Linked DNA regions of Mus musculus: all the other regions are linked to region 4. A link is a contact called in public promoter capture Hi-C data. All regions are on one chromosome and are shown on one strand. Each heading gives the region's core, a stretch centred on a gene start, on an enhancer-like site or on the middle of the called end of the contact. The rest is flanking DNA. Distances are from core to core; before and after follow the strand shown.

Region 1 (2,700 bases), core at 1-2,500, 2.1 Mb after region 4:
AGAAAAAAAGCTTCCCATCTTCAGTTCCCTAATCTAATACAACCACAGTAGTAGAACGTGCACTCACAGAATGGTTATGCATATTTAATACAATACCGTGTGAGGGGAAAAATGAATATGTATGTATTGGACTAAAGAGTCAATATGTTAAGGCTTCGTATGTACTATAGCATCACTTAGTGTGCTTGAGGCTCTGTGTTTAATCTCGGGGTGGGTGGGGGCAGTGCTCTTTTAGGAAAATAAATATTTGCATCAGGCTGTGCTGTTACTTATCTGTAATCCCAACACATGGGAGGTATAGGCAGGAGGATCAGAAACACGAAGTCTTCTTCAGCTATGTATTGAAATGGGGCTAGCCCGGTCTACATAAAGAGCGCCCCCACCCATGCCCCCTGCGAGTATACACGGTTAGTTCATCTCTCAACTGCTCTCCTTGAAGGGATGTCTTTTTTAAGTCCCGTTTTATAGATGAGGAAGCGTCGTTGGTAAGACCTGTAAGGGTTGAAGTTGGAGTTTTGGGGTCACAGATAAAGGATTTTTTTTTTCTTTTTTCGAGACAGGGTTTCTCTGTAGCCCTGGCTGTCCTGGAACGCACTCTGTAGACCAGGCTGGCCTTGAACTCAGAAATCCGCCTGCTTCTGCCTCCCAAGTGCTGGGATTAAAGGCATGCGCCACCACTGCCCAGCTCACAGTTACAGGATCTTAGGCACAAAAGCAAGCAGGGTTACCTGCTTATTTACCCGGACCTGAGTCGGGATGGAGGATCACGGCTCCCTCCCGTGGCCGAAGAGAAGAGCGCAGCCTGCGAGCTGAAACTGGACGAGGAGGGGGTCTCCTCTGAATGTGAAAGGGACCAGGCTGGAAGCCCGAGGCACTCTGGGTCTCCCGAGAAGCTGAAATAGTACGACTCCGGCAGGCGCCGACCGACGTCGCTCTCAGTTCCCAGGTGTGTACCTGAGTCAGGTGCCGCGGTTCCGCCCACTCCACTTTTCCGCAGTCGCCACGCGCCCCTTTCAGATATTCCTGGGGGCGTCCTGGAGCTCGGAGTGCAGTCAGACCCTCACCATGGGCATCTGCTAGCATCCTGGCAACGGGGGGCTCTGAGGATCGTGACCCACTACCTTGCAAAAGACACCCGAGACGCACGTGGAACGGTTTGGCTTGCAAGGCAGCGTACGAGAGTGTGGGCGGGGCTTGAGTGTAGACCACACCTTTGAGGCGGGGCTTGAATCGGGACCAATGGGACGCCTTGCTGGGGAGGGCAGGCTCCGGGCCTGACATCCCGGTAGCCCGCTTGCTTTTTCCGGCTCCCTCGCCCCCTCGGTTTATAGCGGAGCCCCACAGGCGCGCTGGGATCACACCGGAGCAGCTTCATTCCTAGGTGGTGAGTGAGCACCCTGCGGCACCCAGATGCAGGGTGCACTTGGCCGGCTGGAGCCAGATGCCTGTCCCCCCCGCCCCCCCCCAGGCATCCAGTTACTGAAGCAAGTGGACAAGAGCGGGTGGGTGGGGGAGGAGGACCCTGGGGATCCTGTGTGGCTGATGCTAGGCTGCCTGCATTTGTGTTTGGACAATTGATGGCTCTGTTTGGATTGATAGAGTTTGGAGGGCTCATTGTAGAGATTAGAAAAATCTGGTCAGGATTGAGATGGGTTGAGGGACAGGGGTGATACAAGGTGGAGCTTTGAGAGCTTTGAAAGTTTCTTATTGCCCATGTGTGAGGTGCTGTATTGAGGGTACTCGACAGGAGCAGCATAGGACTTGGGAGGAGGTGTTTACTGGTAATAGCTAACTTCCCTTTGAGGAGATCTTCTTCCCCTCTTGTTGCCAATTAAGGCGAGACCTATTTGACAAGGGGATCTGTGTCCCTTTCGCAGACTCACTGCTACCCCTAGTTTCAGAGGCACGGAGGATGACACGGTCCCTAAGAACTGAAAGGGACCCTGATTATTTAAACACCAGGGTCCGAGAGTGGGGAAGTTGCTGGGACAGTTTTGAGTTTCTGTGCCCTGTGTGTGTGTGTGTGTGTGTGTGTGTGTGTGTGTATCCTTTGCAACTCTCCTTTTGAGGAAACTGAGTGTTTAATTAGGGTTTTGTTTAGGGAGAGAGGGTCTGTGGTATTGCTATCCAGCCACTAAAACCTCTTTTTACAGGTCTCCTAGCCCTTTTGTGGCTTCCTCTGCTGGCGTTCAGCAATGGCCAGCGAGAGCTCCCCTCTTTTGGCCTACCGGCTTCTGGGGGAAGAGGGGGCTGCCTTCCCTCCCAATGGAGCTGGAGTATCTGGAGTGCCATCATCCCGCAAGCTCTCCACCTTCCTGGGTGTGGTGGTGCCCACGGTTCTGTCCATGTTTAGCATAGTCGTGTTTCTGAGGATTGGTGAGTAGAGGAGGGAATTATTGGGAAGGGGCTAAGGCTAGGGATGGACCCTAGTACATGTGGTCAGATGGAGGGTAAGGCCCCTTGAGGCCTTGTGTGTGGCTCTGCTGTGGGACTGTGCTGGCCAGTGGGATGGGGGGAAGGGGGAGAGGTATATAAGCATCCCTTGTGACCTGCTTTTCTCCCCCTGTGCAGGGTTCGTGGTGGGCCACGCTGGGCTGTTGCAGGCCTTGGCGATGCTACTGGTTGCCTACATCATTCTGGCACTAACAGTCCTCTCAGTGTGTGCCATTGCCACCAATGGAGCTGTGAGAGGGGGCGGAG
Region 2 (2,700 bases), core at 201-2,700, 2.2 Mb after region 4:
ATACAGCACAGGGTTGGAAAGGCTTTGTATAGGCCCCAGGACAGGTGCAGGGGACCCTCATGGACGGACGGGTGTGGCCCCTTCGGGAGCTTGCAAGTTATAAGAAAGCACAGCCCAAGCCTCTCCTGGGTTAGCCAAAGCCTTCTGGGGAGTGGGTTGGGCATTCAAGGTATCGGGAGTCCCAGGTTCTGAAGGCATCTTGGAATCTTGTCCAGTCGACACCTTGCCCCACCCTGCTCCGCCTCTCTTCTTTCTGGTACGGCCGGTTGGTACCCGTTTGCTTTACATCAACCGCACCCCTCTCGCCTGACTCCAGCCAACTGTCTCACTCGCCCCTTGTGGGGCTCACCAGAACTCAAGCCCCTATTGCATCCCCATATTGCAATGCCCTCCACTGCCAACCGGGAGCAGTAGAGACCAAGAAGAGGCCAGAGCTCCCCGCCCGAGCCTTGGTGTGGGGGTATCTGGAGAATCGTGAGCATCGCAGAGGGGGTTGAAGGGCGAGCCAGGACGTCTGTGTTCCGGGAGCTCCGGAGATCCCCGTAGCAAAGGCAGGGGCGCTATTTTGGGGGCAACAGCTGCTGTAGTTCCGGCGTCTCCAGCCAAGAGATCAAAATTCCCCGGGTCGGAACTACCCCCTCCGGGTGTTCACCCATCACCCAGCCAGTTCTGGTCGCCTGGATCTGGGGATAGTGGCGTTGTTGGAGATTAACCAGGAAACCCGAGTGGGGCTAATTATAACTCGGGGCTTCCGCTGAGCCTCCTTTTAGAGGGAGGGTGGGAGGGTGAGAGGGAGGGAGGGAGGGAGGGAGGGAAAGAGAGAGACAGAGACACATAGAGAGAGACAGAGTCAGAGAGAGAGAGAGAGAGAGAGAGAGAGAGAGAGAGAGAGAGAGAGAGCGCAGGAGGGGTCCTGGAGCTGGCAAGGGGCTCAGCTGGGTAGGGACGTTGGGGTCGCGGCCCTCGGGATGGGGGGTGGTGCATTCGGGATGTCAGTAACCTGCGCAGTTTGGGCTCCGCCCCAAACAGGGGGCGTCTTCCAGTGTCCCCAGACTTTGAAGAGAGTGGGGAAGGGGCCTTCAGGGGGTCCCTGCAGGAAGGGAGCGCAGAGGCAGCGGCCGGCCCAGCGAGCATCATCAGTAAGTATGCAGCGGCTAGCGGGAGTTTCAGAGGAGTGCGAGGCAGTGGAGGGGCCCCTCTAGGCAGGCCCCACGGGGCAGGAGGTGCAGTAGGAGCTCTGTTGGGGGGCTTCGATCGTTCCAGGATCGCACGTTTCCCCCGGGATGCGGATTGGTCCCGACTCGGTGGAGGGTCCTGGGTGGGTTGGGAGACTCACCTGAGGCGGCCAAGCCGGGCCGGGTCGGGCCGCGCCGGGAGCTGGAGGCGGCCAATGTTCCCCGGCGCAGGCTGAGCCGACAGTGACAGCCGCCTCCGGCCCCCCGCACACACCCCTCCGGGCCGCACGGCGCCCCCGCCCGCCCACTGTCTCCGCCCCCGCCCCTCCCCGCTCCCCCGGGCTGCCACCTCCCCTCCTCCCTCCCTTCAAGCCCCGAGACCCCGGGGAGCGGGAGCCCAGACACACTCCAGTGGTAGATTCAGACAGACCGACAGACCCGCAGACCCGCAGCGGCGGGGCAGACACCCACGTGACAGACGGACCGCAGCCTGCGGAGACACCAGACACCGTTCACGCAGGCGACAGTCTCCTGCGGTGACAAGTCACAGACAGACCGGTCGCCTTTCACGGACGGAAGGACACACTGACAGCTCTAATCCAGAAAGATCAGAGGCCTAATATTTGGCATCTGTAACCAGGACAAAGCTTGGGGCAGGGTAATAAGAGAAGAGACACGAGAAAGCCTGACTGAGGACCCCCTTCAGCTGACACTGGTAGAAAAGATGACGTGGGACATCTCTGTGGAGACGAAAGAACACCTGTAGGAACAAATAACAGAAACACAGGCTCTCCCTTATAGGAAAAGACCCCTGTGGGCAAGAAGAGGTGACACGGGGACAGCTGAGAAGCCAGACCACATAGTGGCAAGCAGAAGGCTGTGGGGAGATGCTACAATGCACTCTGCTGCAGCTCTGGAAACTTCCGGAACCCCCGAGGGTGGGCTTGAGCTAATTCCCCTGACCGGTGACCTCCGGCTGTCATCACAAGGGTCCGGCTGGTCCATGACATCACCGGGCCAAGCTTTCATTGGTTGTTGTGGCTAGCAGGTGGGAGCGGCCTACACTTGGAGCCCCCAGCCTGTTTGGGAGTCCCTTAGACCACACGCCCAGCCTTCTAGGGAGTCTCCCACCTAGCTGCACCTTAGTGACTGTGGGAAGTGTGCAGTTTTGTGCCCACGCGAGATCACTACATGAAAGAGACAACTGGCTCACGGGGTGGGTGGGGGCATCTGGCTCTGGAGCCTGCGGGCCGCTGCTGCGTGGGCGACTGGCCTGCACGCGAGAGCGTGGGGACGTGCGTGCGCGCACGCGATATGGGGCGCTGCGTGGATCTATGGGGGGTAGGGGGACACGTGCACGCATGCTCGCTGTGGACGCCGGGAGCTTTCCCTCGAGCCCCAGACACTCATCACTCATCAGTCACTTCCTCCGAGCAAGGGGCAAAGGCGCGCTGTCTTGCAAAAGGCTGGTCCCCAGAAGATACCAGCGCAGAGTCCAACCTCTCCCAGATATGCGATTTTCATC
Region 3 (2,700 bases), core at 132-2,631, 2.2 Mb after region 4:
GCATTCTATCATTGAGCTGTACGACTCTCATTGCTTCCCTCCTCTTCCTCCTCTACTTCTTTCTTGAGACGGGGCCTTCTTTCTCTGTGTAGCCCTGCCTGGCTGGCCTGGAACTCCCTTTGTAGACTAGGTTGGCCTCCAACTCAGAGATCTGCCTGCCTCTGCCACCAGAGTGCTGGGATTAGAGGTGAGCGCCACCATGCTCCCATCTTCTTGAATTACGTGTGTATGAGCTGGTTGCAAGACTTAAATCCCAGTACTCAGGAGGCAGAGACAGGAAGATCTCTCAGTCTGAGGCCAACCTAGTCTACAAGGGGAGTTCCAGGCCAGCCATGGGGTACACAGAAACCTTGTTTTGGAACAAAATGATGAGTATATGTATCTGTGTATCAGTGTGTGGGTGTGTGTGCATCTGAGTGCAGTGCCCTTGCAGACCAGAAGAGGTGTCAGTTCCCTAGGCACTGGAGTTAACAGTCTGTGAGCAGCCAGCCACATGGGAGCTGGGACTCCAACTCTGATTTTCTGCAAGACCAGGAAGTGCTCTTACACACTGGACCGGCCTCTTTGGAAAATGTTTTTGAGAAAGGGTTTTAGAAAATTGTCAAGGCTGGCTTTGAACTCATTTTGCAACCCCTGAATTTGATTCTGCTTTGACTTACTGAGTAACTCGGGTTACGCCTGTGCCAACGTAACTGTCTGCTAAGTTTTTAAAATGCCCCCTTGTAAATACACCTTATTAGATGCTGGGATTTTTCATTCTTTTCTGGGAGCAAGACAGTGGCATGCTCCCTTGTTTAGCTTAGTATTCTATTCATGGAAAAGGGCTTACTGTTATCTTAGGGATTTCAACTGGAAACTAGTGGATCCTGGTGGTTGTTTCCAGACTGCAATGTAAAGACTCCCATTAAAGAACTGGGCATTAAGATCGAGGTTTACACTTTTGCATGAGTATTAGGCTCCTCTGTCCAAGACAAGCAGGAAGAACGCATTTTATAAGTAGCACATACTGTATTTTTTTGCAGGAGAAAATGGTGGGAGGAGATGCCTCTAAAATGGTTGCTTCTATGAATTATTCCCTAGACATCCATCGTCCCCAAACCCCTCGATAGCAAATCCGCCCTTGAGGAGGTCAAGAGGTGCCCCAGCCCAGGGCTATTGCAAAGCAACCTTTGGATGCAAACTAGCTCCTACCCAGGATACCTTACGGGAGTGACACTTAACTTCTCCAGTGCCCTCCTTTTCAAGTAGGCACGAGCACGTTCAGAAGGCCTGGCTTGGCCCAGCTCAACTTCCGTAGCTCCGAGAAGCTGGGGCGATTTTGTCGCAAAACCACGCGAGACTTCCGCGTCTCCACCCTCTTCCCGTCATTCTTTTAATCTCGGAGTTTTAGTTTGGTCCGGGGGTCTTGTTTTGTAGTTGGAGGCCGAGCTCCGGGAGTGACGTAGGACGCGCGCGCGCCTCCTTGCCCCCCCCCCCCCCCCGCGGTCCCGCTCTTCTCTTCCCCTTCGTCTCCGGGCTGAGAATCCCAGCGTCTCCTTCCAACCCTCTTTGTGGTCCATTGTCGCTCGTTCCGGTCCGCCCGGAAAACAAGCCCGCCGGCGCGCGCTTCCAACGGCCCCGACCGCTGCCAGGTGGGGGAGGGGAAGGAAAGGCCCGGGCGGCGGGATTGCGAGGAGAGGACCGTGCCCGGGGGCTTCGGGGGTGGACGAGGGGGAATCCGTGGGGACAGTGAAACTGTCGGAGCGATCGCCCTGCCCGGGATGGCAGGCCGGCCTCGGCGGGAGGGAGGCGGGCGTGCTGTCCCCGGGGGATTGTCCCTCCTCTGGTCCTTGTTCATCATCACCGTGTCTACCCGCCGCCGGGCCCCAGGCCTCCTCTGACAGCACCATGGGTGACAGTGATGATGAATACGACCGAAGACGCAGGGACAAATTTCGAAGAGAGCGCAGCGATTATGACCGTTCCCGGGAAAGGGATGAAAGACGGCGAGGGGACGATTGGAATGACCGGTGAGACAGTATTAACGTCCATACCCCGCCCCGTACAACCCTTCCGCGCCACAATTTTTCTTTTCGTTTCCTTTTTTGTCTTTACCTTACAAAATCTTATTAGGATGCAGTTTACCGTTGAGCCATTTCTGTAGTTTCAGTCTATTCACCGTTGGCTCAGATTTTGAGCTTTTAACCAAAGTGACGGTCAGTATTAGTGCTGGACAGGAGCTCCGCACAGCTGGTTGGACTGCATCTTCCGTGCAGGCTACATAGGGAGACACAATCTCAAATCCAAATATTAAGAAAGCACAAACTGACCAAAGTGAGATTGGCCCGAAACTCTTTAGGTAGCTCAAGATGACATTAAACTTCTGAATTAAGGAAGTATTCTACCACATCCTGTTTAAGAGTTTTTTGAAAGGATTTTTAAAACAGGTAATTGAGATAAGAAATGTGCAAGTGCATTTCTTCTTTTATATAATAAAACGTTCATGGGGGTTTGCTTACATTATGTCTATGCACCTCATTCGTTCCTGGTGCCCGAGGAGGCCAACAGAAGGCTTTAGATCCTCTGGGAAATGGGCAGGAAAGATGGTTGTGAATTGCTTTGTGGGTGCTGGGACTCAAAGCCTAGTCCTCCGCAAGAGGAGCCAACCAAGAGTGGTTAAAAGGAGTGCATTTAACTACTGAGCCAGCTCTCTACCTCTCT
Region 4 (2,700 bases), core at 40-2,539:
CTGCATCACAAGGAATTTACTGTCTCCTCTTAGTTGGCTAGCAGCATCAGCAATAAATCACACCCACTCCATCTGTAATTTTGTCATTTTGAAGCAGGGTCTCACTAAGCCTTGGCTAACCTGGAACACACTATGTAGACCAGGCTGGCCTCACACTTGTAGAGATCCACTTGCCTCTGACCCAATGCTGGAATTAAAGGCTGTTGTGGGGTACTCTGAAGAGAAGACTGCTAGACATGGTTTAAGCCAATAGAAAATCTTTATTAGCTGTCCAGCAACTACACTGGGTGATGGAATCCTAGTGTAGCACTGAGCCTTTTTCCAGGTGATTTTTTAAGCACTAAAACCATGTTCCGAGTTGACACACAGTTAAAAAGAAGAGTAAACCAGAAGTGGAACTAGAGAGGCTGGAAAGCAAGGTTAGTGTGTGTTGAGACTTTCCCAGCACTATATGGACTCTGATGGACTAGGCCCTTGTTTTAGTTTGGGCAGGTGGTGCTGTCTATGTGCTGCTAAGTTTTACAGCCTCATGGTACTTCCAATGTGGAGTCAGTGTGCTAAGGTCTGGTGGCCTACTAAGGTCTATGGCCCTGTTACAAGGCCAGTGACAGCTATGCCAGACCCTTTACATTACTTCTTCACTACTTTGTGTGTGTGTGTGTACACATACATATATTATGAAATGTACATATTTACTTATTTAGTGTGTGTGTGTTTAGAGGTCAGAAGACAGCTTGTGGGAATTGATTTTCCTTCCGATTTATGGATCCTGGACATCAAACTAACGTTACCAAGCTTTACAATAAACACTTTTACCGTCGGAGGCATCTCACTGGCCTTTATGAATCTCGAGAAGACCCCGAGTTTCTGATCCTCCTCCCTCTATCTCTTTGGTGCTGGGATTATAGGCTACAACAGGGTCCGACTTTGAACTCCCTACACAGCGGAGGATAGCCTTGAACTCCTAATCCTTCTTCCTAGCTTCCCTAGGGCTGGGACGAAAGGCGTGCACCTCCAAGCCCGGCACCCCTCGGATATTCTAACTTTACCTGCTGGAATTCTCTGAGAGGTGTTCTATCTGTTCAGCCCAGCACCAGCGGCCAGAATTCGGCCGCACGTGCCCACGCCACCAGGTGTTGCCCTGGCAACTGACTGCGCTCTCAGCTCAGAGAGATGACGCCAATATCCTGCGCCAGGGCTGCGCCCTCCCATGCGGCGGCCATTGGCTGGCTGGAAGATGGACGCCTTCCCGATCCAATGGATAGCGCTGATCTTCTGAGGGCGGGACGGCGCGGAACCTGCTGAGCTGGTGGTGGAGGCGCGTGGCAGAGGTGTGCGAGAGTGGGAGCTGCAGGTGCGTGCTGGGTAGGGTGGGGTGACGGGGGGTTGTCGCATCCGCCCGGGGAGACGCGGTCCTGGGCCGGGCTGTGCGTCTCTGCGCAGCTCTCCACGTGGATTTCCAGAGATCTATTCAACCACCCACCTACCCATTTACCCCTGTTGATACAGGCGACCACTTAGCCATTCGTCCACTCCTCCGTCTACTTAAACGTCCATCCACTCCTCTACCCAATTATCCATCCGTCCACCCACCTATTCATCCAGGCACCCACCCATCCATTCATCTATATCCTTCATCCACCCACCCACTTATTCATGCACCCAACAGTCCTTCCATGTATCCATTCTTACAAGTTGGGTGTGGTGGTACACAGCTGTGGTCTCAGTATCCTGAAGGCTGGGACTGAAAAAAATTGCCGCTAGCTCGGTCTAGCCATGTCTTCTAAATGAGACTCCGTTCAAAAAAAAAAAAAAAAAAAAAAAGATTCTTTGGGTTCCTTTTCTGTATCGGTGTCACTCAAGGCTCTGGGAAGAAACGGGGGCCAGAATAAGAATCCCAGATCTAGGGAGCCCAGGTTTTTGACTGTAGAAGATCTCTTACTAATGGTCTTAGGTACCATGGAGATAATTTAAGGGAGTCTTGTTCCTTCTTTGAGCTTGCTGAGGCATAGTCTTTCTGGTTTCTGCTGCTGCACTGTGTACCCCAGGCTTACCCCCCTGTCTCTGCCTTCCATCTCACCATAGGAGAGACGAGACGACAGATTCACACACTGCATCCAGCTTTTTATGTAAGTCCCAGGAATCGAACTCATATTATCAGGCTTGTTCGGCAGGTGCTTTTACCCACTGAGAACTCCTAGCCCTCTGTCTTCTTATTTCCTTGCTGCATGAAGCAGCAGTCAGTGCCTCTGGATTTCATTTCCTAAAGGACTAGTGACATTGGGCATCTTTTCATGTTCTTCACTGTTTGTTCAAGACCTTTGCCCATTCTAGAGTTTGCAGTGTGTGTGTGTGCCAGAGGTCAACTTTAGGTGGTCCCCAGCAGCCATCTACCTTGTATGTGACAGTGGACTCGACAGGCTAGGCAGGGACGGAACTCAGGTCTTCAGGCTTAGTGGCAAGCGCCTTTACCTGCTGAACCATATTGCTTTCTCCCCCTCCCCCACCACTTCTTTTGTTTGGTTTTTGTTTTGTTTTTTGAGAGAAGGTTTCTCTGTATAGCAAGCCCTGGCTGTCCTAGACTCCCTTTGTATACCAGGCTGGCTTCGAACTCACAGAGATCTTCCCACCTCCGCCTCTAGAGCTCTGGGATTAAAGGTGTGCACCACCCCACCTGGTGCCCAAATTCTTTTATTGTAT
Region 5 (2,700 bases), core at 80-2,579, 2.5 Mb after region 4:
CCAGGCCCAGGGTCTGCAGGAAAGATCCCACCCCCACGCAGCGGAAGAGGTTCAGCTGGCCAAGATGAGGAAACAGGACCAACCCCCACGACCCCTGCCCTCTCCCGCTGGAATTTCTCCCATGGGTCCCCCCACTCACCCGTACAGTGTAGTTAAAGAACTCCGCAGACTGCAGAAAACGCCGGTACCCCTCTGTCTCTGCCGTAGCCACAGTGATCACCAGCAATTTGTCTGTCATAGCCAGAGAACTGGCACTTAAGACACGGCTTAGTGTCCCACGTGTTTATCCCTCTGTATCACCCCCGACACACACACACACACACACACCTCCATATTACTTCACTAAAGTTCTTTCAGCACATTTGATCTCCAGAAGAGTCGGGTGAGAGTAACATACACGAATGGGGGCTGGGGTGTTCCTGTCTGTCTGGGGAGCCTGGAACCCCAAGTTCTGCATGAGAGGCTAATGCACTGGGAAGGCTGGACACTCCCTTCCAGGCTGGCGGACGTGTCGACCCTGCCCACTGGCCGCCCGGGTTCTCACCTGGGTTGACAGCATTGGCGCCCCGGGGTCGATCGGAGGCAGAAGTTACGGGGGGCAGCGGCGGCAGCAGCAGCAGGAGCAGGAGCAAAAGCCGGGGTTCCGGGCCTGCCGCAGCCATGGCTAGCAGCACGCTTAGGCTACACCCAGGCCCGCACCGGCGCTGAGCTGAGCGCCTGGATTCCGACGCCCCGGGAAGATTCTGGGAAAAGGGGAAACCGAGCCCGCTGAGAGGAGGAGCTGTGCTCGGGACTCCGCCCTGGAAAAAAGGCGTAACCCGAGGCCACCGAAAACCCGAGATGCAGACGGCGAGACAAGGCAAGGATTGTCCCGCGGGCGCGGGCTGGAGGGTGGGGAGGAGCCGAGGGTCCGGTCCTGGGCACTGCCTGACTCACACCGGAGCAACCGAATCCCCCCGGGAGGGGAAGTGACCTTTTGAGGAGGGTCCAGGCGACGCGGGGGCGGGTCTTGACCACAAGTCTGACCCGGAGGAACACAGGACAGCAAGGCCTGGGGTGGCGCGCGGCGGGGGCGACGGGCCCGGAGGGGCCGGGAAGCCGGAGGCGGGATCGCGCGGACATCCTCGTGGGTCTGGGTTCAACAAAGCCACCGAACCTGCCTATCCTGTCCCGCAGCGCGGGGACACGCACCGGGGATGCAAAGGGCACAGGGACAAGAGCGCTCCCCTAAAGACCACCCACGCCAGTTTTTAAAAAGTGACCATTTGCAGGCGGCTCTCAGATTTTTTTTTTTGGGTAACCACAATGCGACCGGAATTAGGTTTGCCCCTATCAAAGATGGCGGAAAGCGAAAGCTTGCTGATCTCCAAGGGAACATCACGTAATGACTTCAAGCGGGAGGGGAAAGACTGCGCACGCGTATGTGTGCACGCCACCGGAAGGGGTGTGCTCAGAGCAAGGGTCGGTGGTTAGTACGCGTGCGCAGTAGGCTCTTCTGTCAACTGTGTTGCGCCAATGGTGGAGAAGAAACCCGCCGGTATGTGAGCCTTGAGTGGTTCGCCCTTTTGTGCTTCCCAAGTTCAAATTCAGCCTAACATCTCCCCGCCTAGCTTTTCACGTCAATTACCTTCGCTCAGTGTTGGGGCAGTCTCGGAACCATTAATTCGTGTTTTGTGACTGCTTGCTTCAGCAGACGTTGGGGATGGAGAGGATGTGTTGTCTCTCCAAAGCCCGGGTGCTATGAGCAGTGGTACTCACCTCGGCTTCTGGATTGTTTTGCTTTTGTTTTTTTTTTGTTTTTTGTTTTTTTCTTCGAGACAGGGTGCGTACCCTTGGCTGTCCTGGAACTAGCTCTGTAGATTAGGCTGGCTTGGAACTCACAGAGATCTGCCTGCCTCTGCCTCTACACTGCTGGGATTAAAGGCGTGCGCCACCATCGCCCCACTTTCCTCCAGCTTCTGGATGTTGGATGGAGGGAACAGAGAAACTTAGGAAATCAAAGGGCTTGGCTTTGGGTACTACACAAACACGTGCACACACACACACGAACATACACACTTCATTCCTTCCTTTCTCTCTTTTTTTAATGTAGCCTAGGCTGCCTATGTAAATTAGGCTGGACCTCAGCCTCTTGGTGTCCTGTAGTCCTGAAGTCTGTGGTTTGGGGGAGTTCTGGTTTGAGACTGGCATGTTATGGGAAACCCAGCACCAGGAATGGGCAGGTGAGATGGTGCATGCAGTAGGTAAAGTTGCTTGCTGCCAAGCCTGACTACTTGAGTTCAGTCCCCAGGATCCACATGATAGGAGAAAAGGCTTCCATACAGTGTCCTCTGATCTCTGCACGTGTACTGCAACACCTACATGTGCACAGAAACACTCAGAATAAATGCACTTTTTGAAGAAAGATAGAAATACAAGAAAAAGAGGTCAGAGATGAGCCCCTGCTGATAGGGTGTTGTCCAGCATGCCCAAAACTCTTGCTCCATCCCCAGCATCACATAAGCCTGGTGTGGCTGTGCACAGGAGGTCATCCCAGGCCAGCCTGGGCTTCCTGAGATCCTATTGAAGGTTGTGGGGGTGAGAAAGGGACAGGCCAAAGAGCGCTATCAATTAAAGAAAAAGGACAGGCAGAAGCAGCCTCGAGAGCAAGAGAGGAGACAAAATGTCGGGATAGGAAATATATCCAACAAGATAGGGGGA
Region 6 (2,700 bases), core at 191-2,690, 2.4 Mb after region 4:
CTGCCTCCCCAGGGACCAGATTACAGGCATGTGCACAATAATGCCTGGCTAAATTGTTTTGTTGCTCAACGATTTTTTTTTTTGACATTGTGTCTCAGTCCATAAAATGAACTAGCTATGTAGTCAAGAGTCATTTTGAACTCTTGATCTTAGTACATCTGCTTGTACCTTCCAAATAATCACATAATAGGTGTATACCAGCACATCCAGTTTGGTACACACACACACACACACACACACACACACACACACACACACACACACACACATATTCCTCCATAGCCCCAAAACTGGTCATGACCTCTTGCTCTTCCTGCCTCAGCCTCTGCAGGGCTGGGATTGTGACTTGCCTCACCACACCCAGTTCTGGAATCCCACTCTTGCTTGCTTGACAGAGCCACACTGTGTAGTCTAGGCTGGCTGTAGCCTTCTGGCTATGGGGATTACACCACACCCCTTTAATACTATAAGATTCTCTTCATTTCTTCCCCTTTCTCCTTAATTTACAATTTCCTCCCATTCTTTATATTCCTGTTACAGTATTCCCATTTTCAACAATTTTTTTATCCCTGATTTTTATCCCTGGTTTAGTTTTTTTTTAAGATTACATTTTACAAGTGTATTTTGTGTTGCCTGTGACCATGTCTGTCTGTCTGTGTGTGTGTGTATATATGTGTGTGTGTGTGTGTGTGTGTGTGTGGTGTATACAAGCTAGGGTGCTTGCTTATACAGAGGTCAGAGGACAATTTGCAGGAGTCAGTTCTTTCTTTCCACCTTGTGGGTTTGGGGAAACATCTTTACAATCCGAACCATCATATCTGCACTGTTTTGTGTCACTTTTGTTGTTGTTGTTGTTGTTGGAGACAGGCTCTCTGTGGCCTTGGGTGGTCAAGACCGTGCCATGTAGCTGCAGCTGAACTCCTGTCTCTGCCTTCCAAGTGTAGAGATCACAGGATACACCACCACACCTGCCTTGTTTGCTTTGGGGACAGGATCTTGCTTGCTCTGGAACCCTGAGCTGTCCTTGAACTCTTTATTCTCCTAGCCTACCGGTCTCTATTTCCCTCATCCTGCCCATCACCACCCTCTGACTGATGTTTTCCACATCATTCCTCCCAACTTCTTCATCAGCTCCAAAGATCGTGCATACACCTCTCACCCTTTTCCCGCCTTTTTCCCCCACAAATGCTCCAAAGCTCGAAGTCCTCATTGTCCTCTACCCCCTCCCTTCCCATCCTCCAATCAACCCACCAAGACAGCCCTGTTACCATGACGACCAGGCTTTTGCAAAACTGAAGTCAAGGACCTGGTTGCCATGGTTTCCGCTTCTCCGCCTCCAGCCCCGCCTGCGCGCCGGATGAGATGGGGGTGGGTCGCTGCAGCGTTGGCGCCTGCGCAATGCGTCCGTGCTTGGAGCCGGCGAGGCCTTGGGGCGGGGCTTCAAGCGGAGAGGGAGGGAAAAGAAAAGAATCCGACTGGGAGTGGAGCTGGCTTCTACGGTGGCCGGAGAGGGACGCACCGGGCTGGAGGCTGCAGGATGGTAGGCTGTGAGGAGAGGGAGGGGACGGGGACCCGAGGGGCGTGGGCTGTACCTGCAGGGGTCCGGAGGGGGGCTGCCCTTTGTGGGAGTCGCCCTGTCTTCCCTGTGGTCCGCAAAGGATCCACTTCCTGGAGCTGCTGGAGAGAGCTGACCTCGGAAGCTGGAAATGGCACTAGGGACAGGGGTTGGGAGGAGTCTTGCTGGTTAGGAGAGAGGGGACTAGAGCTGAATGGTGGCGGGACTGTCCCGAGCCTGGAGAAGCGCTCGGGACTCTGGGAATCTTTAAGACCCTCCCAGGCACTGCCGCAGGGAAGGCACGAGGTTGGGGCGCCGGGGTCACTCGGGATGGTTGCAGGTCGCCGAAACCCCTTCCCTTGAGGCCCACACTGGAGCATGGCCCATGGAGAGCTCGGTGTGGGAGGGAACAGTTTCCGGGTCTCTGGAGTGAACCTCCTGTCTCGCTTCCTTGACAGCTCACCCGGAGTTCTGGCTCAGGTGGGCTCTAGGGTTTGCCGTCGGGGACCTAGGCTCTGGAAGACTCCCTACTTTGGCAATCCCAGCTCTCCACCCTCTCCGGGGCATTTTCTTTTCCGGAACCCAGGCCTTCCTGCTGTAGCTGTCACCTCCTTTTCTTAACTACACAGGACTCCCTCAGTTCTTCACCTTCCCTATCCCCCCCACCAACAGTACTTACTTCTAGCTTCTGGGGTGTTGTTTTCTTTTAACTTAACCTGCTAAACTGGAAGTGTGGGACACACACAGATATCCCAACCCGGGCCATGTTCTCAGAGCTGTTTGCTGGGAATTGAGTTCAGGATATGGAATGAGGAACCTCTGCAACTGGTAATAAAACTAGGGCCATGCGGGAAGCAGTGAGGACTCTGCTTGCTAGTTATTCCACAGACATTCCCTAGGAGAGCCCTCCAGGGTGACTATGCCCCTGTCTGAGGGACCCAGTGATCAGTCACCTGATGTCTCAGAAGAAAGGTCAGGCCTTAGAGTGCACACCTGTAACCTGGTACTCAGAGGTAAGAAAAAGGGAGATCAGAAAACCAAGGGCAGCCTTCGCTACTTAGGGAATTGAGATCAGCCTGTGCTACATGAAACATTGTCTCACAAAAGAAAGACAGAAAAGAGGGCCAGAGAGACGGCTCAGCTTG

The links. Promoter capture Hi-C pulls out the DNA fragments that hold promoters and counts their contacts.
Region 1: a promoter capture Hi-C map of second pharyngeal arch cranial neural crest shows a contact between it and region 4. The contact joins the promoter of Slc12a9 here to the promoter of 3110082I17Rik in region 4. A contact is called at or near these places in 2 of 39 promoter capture datasets (hippocampal neurons and second pharyngeal arch cranial neural crest).
Region 2: a contact with region 4 is called in a promoter capture Hi-C map of pre-B cells, with 2.2 times the contacts expected there. The contact joins the promoter of Ache here to the promoter of 3110082I17Rik in region 4. A contact is called at or near these places in 4 of 39 promoter capture datasets (cranial neural crest, hippocampal neurons, liver and 1 more).
Region 3: a promoter capture Hi-C map of liver shows a contact between it and region 4, with 4 times the contacts expected there. The contact joins the promoter of Srrt here to the promoter of 3110082I17Rik in region 4. A contact is called at or near these places in 4 of 39 promoter capture datasets (cranial neural crest, hippocampal neurons and liver).
Region 5: a contact with region 4 is called in a promoter capture Hi-C map of liver, with 3 times the contacts expected there. The contact joins the promoter of Plod3 here to the promoter of 3110082I17Rik in region 4. A contact is called at or near these places in 3 of 39 promoter capture datasets (liver and pre-B cells).
Region 6: a contact with region 4 is called in a promoter capture Hi-C map of hippocampal neurons, with 3 times the contacts expected there. The contact joins the promoter of Ap1s1 here to the promoter of 3110082I17Rik in region 4. A contact is called at or near these places in 3 of 39 promoter capture datasets (3T3-L1-derived adipocytes, cranial neural crest and hippocampal neurons) and 1 of 484 Hi-C or Micro-C datasets (B cells).

Annotation. Positions count from the first base shown.
Region 1 is chr5:137,332,132-137,334,831 of GRCm38.p6, reverse strand. Slc12a9 (solute carrier family 12 (potassium/chloride transporters), member 9) reads left to right here and starts at 1,250. Exons shown (of 14, transcript NM_031406.3): 1 at 1,250-1,384; 2 at 2,154-2,376; 3 at 2,572-2,700. The coding sequence starts at 2,196.
Region 2 is chr5:137,287,004-137,289,703 of GRCm38.p6, reverse strand. It overlaps Ache (acetylcholinesterase), which reads right to left and starts at 1,450. Exons shown (of 5, transcript NM_009599.4): 1 at 1,337-1,450. Gm42456 (a long non-coding RNA gene) reads left to right here and starts at 1,060. Exons shown (of 4, transcript XR_003955815.1): 1 at 1,060-1,139.
Region 3 is chr5:137,306,355-137,309,054 of GRCm38.p6, reverse strand. It overlaps Srrt (serrate RNA effector molecule homolog (Arabidopsis)), which reads left to right and starts at 1,381. Exons shown (of 20, transcript NM_031405.2): 1 at 1,381-1,631; 2 at 1,870-2,009. The coding sequence starts at 1,888. It also overlaps the pseudogene Gm43013.
Region 4 is chr5:139,459,123-139,461,822 of GRCm38.p6, reverse strand. 3110082I17Rik (RIKEN cDNA 3110082I17 gene) reads left to right here and starts at 1,289. Exons shown (of 5, transcript NM_028469.3): 1 at 1,289-1,354.
Region 5 is chr5:136,985,648-136,988,347 of GRCm38.p6, reverse strand. Plod3 (procollagen-lysine, 2-oxoglutarate 5-dioxygenase 3) reads right to left here and starts at 1,329. Exons shown (of 19, transcript NM_011962.3): 1 at 545-1,329; 2 at 140-231; 3 at 1-13. The coding sequence starts at 662. Znhit1 (zinc finger, HIT domain containing 1) reads left to right here and starts at 1,444. Exons shown (of 5, transcript NM_001310747.1): 1 at 1,444-1,537. The coding sequence starts at 1,516.
Region 6 is chr5:137,044,848-137,047,547 of GRCm38.p6, reverse strand. It overlaps Ap1s1 (adaptor protein complex AP-1, sigma 1), which reads left to right and starts at 1,440. Exons shown (of 5, transcript NM_007457.3): 1 at 1,440-1,540. The coding sequence starts at 1,538.